Regions from separate parts of the Mus musculus genome. Here region 1 is linked to region 2. The links are chromatin contacts, called in public Hi-C maps. All regions are on one chromosome and are shown on one strand. The core of a region is the stretch at or near the end of the contact, and the rest is flanking DNA. Distances in the headings are between cores, read along the strand shown.

Evidence for each region. A called contact is a pair of places that touch in the nucleus more often than the background predicts.
Region 1: a Hi-C map of uterus shows a contact between it and region 2, with 2.6 times the contacts expected there. The contact joins two enhancer-like sites. A contact is called at or near these places in 2 of 484 Hi-C or Micro-C datasets (both in uterus), 1 of 115 datasets of contacts at active chromatin or transcription factors (embryonic stem cells) and 1 of 9 other capture datasets (embryonic stem cells).

Annotation. Positions count from the first base shown.
Region 1 is chr8:8,554,864-8,557,663 of GRCm38.p6, reverse strand. No RefSeq gene overlaps it. Among named protein-coding and RNA genes, the nearest start is that of Gm31463, 20 kb to the left of the region's middle. Within about 2 kb of position 1,338, at least 30 of the 459 cell types and tissues checked have an H3K27ac peak or open chromatin away from gene starts, as enhancers often do. A contact at or near this core is called in uterus, where this site is marked.
Region 2 is chr8:8,257,186-8,260,304 of GRCm38.p6, reverse strand. No RefSeq gene overlaps it. Among named protein-coding and RNA genes, the nearest start is that of Gm31401, 180 kb to the right of the region's middle. Within about 2 kb of position 1,629, at least 20 of the 459 cell types and tissues checked have an H3K27ac peak or open chromatin away from gene starts, as enhancers often do. A contact at or near this core is called in uterus, where this site is marked.

The DNA of each region.
Region 1 (2,800 bases), core at 89-2,588, 300 kb before region 2:
TGTTGGATTAGACTAGGTGACACGGCCCTCAGAACAAGCCCAGGCATGTTTCTGGCTTCCGATAATAAACTTGATGATCCCTCATGGGTGTGTGTGTCCTTCTGTGTCCCAGGCAAGGAACACAGCAAGCTCTGTACTCAGGGGGAAAAGATCTCTTTTGAGCTTGGACATATACCTCCATTCAGAGGTTGCTTAGAAATGGATGTACCCCTCTTTGCTAGCAGACATGGTCGCCAGGTGTTTCCATTTTCCTTCATTACACAGTAAAAGAGTAAAAGGTACAGAAGTATTTACTTGTTCGTGGCAACATCGTTTATCTTACAGAACCTCAACAGCAGTCGGCTAGCAGGATATTTAGATGAAACAGAAGATGGGAAATCTGAAAAGACATTCGCAGTTGGACACAGTTTTGTTAGTTTGCTCCTGAGGAATGTTTGCAACCTTTTCAGTTTCTCAACTTGGTTAAAAGCATCCAGAGGGTTCTGAGGCCAGGGCTGTTCACTGCATCCCTAGCACATGGGATGTGGTGCTGCAGGCACAGTGATCATGCACGGAGAGAAAGGAAAGTTAAAATGAACACATTGCCTTAGAAAATGGACTCTGCTTTTCTGCAGGTCTCCTAGTGGGCTGAAATGCTAGAGGTGGCTTTTCCTCTTTAGAAGGCTGAGAAAGGTTCATTTTGTGTAACTGTTGCCAAAAACCCAGCATGCCAGGGGGCTCTCTCTCAGTTCCACGAGCTGAGCTCAGCCTCACAGAGATGGAGGGACAGCTCTGCCTGCTGCATCCTCTATTTTTGTTTCACTAACTACATTCTATAAAGACACATCATAATGGCAACATAACAGCAGCTTTATGCTCCAACATAATGATTAAAGAATATCAATAATGCAGGCCCCAAGCAGAGCACAGACAGGACCATTTCCTTCTCAGTCTGGAGGAAGCTGAAAGGAGCCATCGATGAAGCCTACGGTCCATCAGCCTCGAAATCAATAGAATGAGCCACTGCACACACAGCACAACCCATTCAAACCATCCTGGCCTTTTTGCCATCTCCAGGAGTAGGGAATCCATCTTCCCAAATAGACTTTGATTTTAGAGCATTTTTTAGGGTACCAGACAACAAAAAACCCTGTTTGCTCTACTGCTTGCAATAGTGGAACAGTCATGAAGAGGTTAGGCATTTGAAGTTTATTTTCTTGGTATGGAGCAAACCACAGAATAGATAAAACCGGTTTATGGCCTACATCTGGTTGGATCATAAAACATAAGGCGGTACAGTCAAGAATGTGCAGCTGTGAGTACTGTAAACCCTGACTCAGGGTAGCAACCTCGATAAGCACAGGGCTCGGGGCGAGGCAGCTCCCTCTTGCCTCCTTGGGTATTTACGACGTGCAGACATTGGAACAAGGGGGCTTACTAATTAATCATGCTTGTTGTTGTTATCGTTCTTTGTTTGGATTGTTTTATTTCATTCTAGATAGAGCTATCGTGCTCCCATAAAACGTCCATACTTTATTTTATATGGATGTCAGGATTCTCTTTCTTTTTAGATTTACTTTTATTTTCAATTACTCGCGCGCGCGTGCGTGCGTGTGTGTGTGTGTGTGTGTGTGTGTGTGTGTGTGTGTGTGTGTGTGTGTGTGCGTGTATGGGTATGTGCACATCAATGCAAGTTTCCAAAACATTGGCTCTCCCCAGATCCAGATCTGGAGTTATAGGTAGTTGTGAGGCATGCATTGTGGGATACTGAGAATTGAACTTGGGTTCTCTGCAAGAGCAGTACAGGCTCTTAGCCATGACTCCGGCCCCGTATACCAGGATGCTTCATAGCTGCTTTCTAGAGAAATGTGATGGTTATTCTAAGGCCTGGGGAAAGTTTAACGTGAATATTTTCATACCTGCAAGAGGGTTATTGTGTCAGTGAGTGCAGAACAGGACACTTGAGGTGTTGTGAAGAAGCTGAGGTGATAAAGAGGCTTCAGCAATTCAGTAGAAAGATCACATCTTCACTTCTGGAAAGTTATTCCCTACAGCACCAACAACAAATTGCTGCTCATCTATTTATCAGAAAAGCTGGGAGCACCAAACTAGTTTGTGAGGTTCCCACACGGCGTCTTCAGAGCTCACCACTGCCATGCTACTGACCTTTGTTTCCTTTATTGAGACAGGGTCTTACATAGCCCAGGCTGGCCTTGAACTCATTACATAGTTTAGCTTGTCCTTGAACTCTTCATCCTCTTGCATTCATCTCTCACATGCTGGGATTGCAGTGTGTACCACTGCACACAGCTTACCCTAGCCTGCATTTTTAAGAACTATCTTTCACTTGTAGTAGATGGTGGAAGTGGGGGTGTTGGAGGGTCTAAAGTAACCATGGCCTGTGATTCATGGAATGAAACACCTGGTCTGGTGGCCACCATCCTGCTTCCTGGAAGTGTGGGGTGTGGTAGGTACAGACATTAGCCATCCAGGGACCCTCTTGAACCCCTCTATTCCACCAAGGTGAGAGGAGACCATTGTGCTGTATTAAGGCACAGATGGGTATGATCTGGGGGTGTACTGGTGATAGAGGAAAGGGACATGTGGAACAGCATGGGATGGAAAGAGAGCAACCGATGCAGTAGGTATGAATATTATATGTAAACACAGTGACATTGAGCCCGTTGGAGAATGAAGACAAGGCAGTGTGGGGTGTGGTGGGGGGAGATGAGATAAAGGCAATTACCAGCAGGAATGCTATCGGTTGGAAGATGGTCCGGGAAGGCTGGCCACTTGAGCAATGATTTTTATGAGAGCAAAG
Region 2 (3,119 bases), core at 380-2,879:
TGATGGCTGTTGTCTCCACTTCAGTTGTTGGACACTGGAATAAAGAGATAAGATGTTGTCCTAGAGAAGCTTACACTGTGCAAAACTGATTCTCAGTGTAGGTGATGGTTCCAGGAGTGTCTGATCATAGCTACTGTTTTAGTAGTTATAAAAGGCAAGTGGGGAATTATACAGATATCAGTTCAATAGAGATCAGGCATGTTGTAAAATATAGCAATGTGTGCAGGTCAGCGCTCATATCTGTAAGGAACCATCTGGTTTAGATGCCAACAATGTTGAGACTGAGAAATACTGGCCTAATGGGAGTGTATTAACCATGCCTGAATTTTAGTAGCAGAAGCACTTAGCCACAGCTGAAGTGCCCTGTGCTCTTATGGCCCAGAGAAGGCACCATCTGACATTAACAATGGTGGGTGCAGCCGGGGCTATGTGCGAGCAGATTCCTGAACAAAGATTTTCTTAACTGAACTTTGACTTCTGATAACCTTACAGATAAAAGGAGGCAGGTTTGTTTCACGTGCAAAGACTTGAAAGCAAGCCATCTTTCAGAATAACTGGGGTAGGACACAGAACCACCAGCACTTAGAACATGGTGGGCAGGTTTGATGCCAGTGAGTGACAGAGTGACCCATAATGGGCAGTGAAGAGATGTGATCATACTGAGTCCCCAGGCTTTGCACAGGGGCACGGAGAAAGATTGAACCTTGAACTGAGAACCAGGGCATTGCCTTCAGCAGGTAACTTGATGGGTGGTGGAGGGGTAGAAGTTTTGATGAGACTTAGGAGGCAACAAGGACAACATTTAGACACAACTTCACTGGAATAAGTGAAGCAGAGGGGTTGGAATCAGCACTGAGCTAACCTAAGACACAGAGTAGACTCTGTTCCATTTCGTGGGGTGAGTTGATTCTAAAAGTTTGGATCTGGTGGTGCTGTCTGTGGACTTCAAGGCCAGGAATAAAGAGGAACCAGAAGGGACTCAGTGATTGTTTAGAGTGCCCAAAGTCAACCGAATAAATCCAGAAGAAAAAGACCCAAAGGTCAGGCTCGAGAGCACACCAACTTGAGGTGTGGCATGTATCGATATACAAAGGAAGTTGAGGATGGACCAGAACAGTGGAGGAAAGTGTCATGTCAGTGGGTCTGGTCAGGGACGCCTCAGGGTTCAGATTTTGATAAGGGTCAAGGATATATGGAAGGCGGCTTGCATAGGGTCCCCTGGATGGAGCTACACAGAGGTGGCTGCATGTAGGAGAGACCAGGTGTGGTAGAGCAAGTCAGGTGAGACTAGAAAAGAGTCTGGGAGGTAGTGACTGTGTCCCCGTAGAGTAGTCCTCTGAGAATCACGTCCAACAATGAAAACAGCCGAAAACTGCTGACAAAAATACAGCCATGCGGCTTGCAGCTGGGATTAAAGTGGACATGCTTATCTGCTGAGCATGCATGGCCAGCAGGGTTTTAGGATCCCCTTTGATTTTTAATGATTGTTGATATTGTCATTTTTGAGATTATAATTGTCACTAAGGCTGGGTTGAACCATCAACCTCCGCTAGACATAATACTATGAGCATGAAAGGATGTAATGTTGATTGAAAACATTCAACGTCTCAGTTTCTTTATAACAAAAGGGACATTCCTTTTAGATTAGATGAACCTCGGGTGGGAAAAGTCGTTCATGGTCACAGACAAGCAGCTGCTCCAAGTGTGGCTATGGCTTGTTTTGCATCGGTGGGGGGAACGGGAGAACAAAGAGGCGAGCTCTGAATTGCACTGCAGGCGGCAGATAGAAAGGACAGTTGTTTTAAGACCAGCAAATGAACAGAATGAAAGGCAGAAGCTGAGCCCGGACAGGAACTTCCTGCCTTGGCATGCGGAAGACCTTTAACTGTGAGTGTTTGGTCCACTGTGAGAATGTGCTCATGCACCAGCTTGTGCTAAGGCCCCCCTCACCTAAAACACGACAGCAAAGGCAACAGGTTTCACAGCCACACGCTCCAAGTGCAGATGTTCAGCATAGCCTGTGTGACCCTTTGCAGTGCAGGTCTTTGATAACCAACCCTCCTGTAAAATTAGACAGCTTATTATGTGTGCTGACTCGCTCATAGTTTTTTTGACTGACTTTTTTTTTTTTTTTAGATTCTAATTATTAAGCACATTGTTCTCTGTGACCCCAGTCTCTTTCCAAACTTAGCTGGAGCCAAACAAGAAATAAGACACAGAGTGGCCAAACTGTGTGTTGCTCATAATCAAAATGATCCAAGTTGAACACAGAATGGTGGGAAGAGCTGCAAGTGGGAATATACATAAGGTAAAATAAATGAACACATTGGTATTTTTAATTTAATAGTTTAACTAAGAGCTTATAGTGAATAAAACAGGTAACCATGAAAAATTCCAATCAACTCCCATTAAAACCTTCTAGAGAATTCTTTTTTTTTTTTTTGTATAAGATTTAAATATTCTAAAGAAATAGTAAATCCAGGACTTTAGACTGTATCCAGTAGCAGATTCACGGGGTATTCTGTATATCTTTTCTCTTAATAAGTTATATTTCCATGGCAAGTCAATATTTGCTTCAGGAGAGTAGTACAATATATAGATCAAAACTAATGTTTGACTGTTTCTTCTGAATGAGGGATGAAGGTTGATAATTTTGCCAAGTGTTATTGTAGAGATATTTCAGAGACTGTGTCTGTGTTCTGGTGGAGGGTGAGAACACTGCTATGGATTTGTCATCCTCCTTAGTTGGAAAATGATTATCTTCAAGTGTCGATTTTTGTTGTTGACTTAAAAATGTCTAAATATTTTGAATATAATGTTTTTATTATATATAGTTTTCTTTATATACTTAGGTTGAACCATCTGCAAATGTCCCTTTTATAGATCAAAAGCTCGTATAGCAATTTCAGTCAGTTCAAACTTATATGGAAACTACGTTCATTTAGTGGTTTACGTCTTAATTCATTGAAATCTTAAATTCTGACAGGTAAAACAAAGTAGGGGGCTGGTATGAGTGCTCCCGGGCTGGTGTGAGTGCTCCCGGGCTGGTGTGAGTGCTCCTGGGACCATGGGCACACTTTCACAAAAGAATGATTTGTTTGTTTGTTTGTTATAGATAC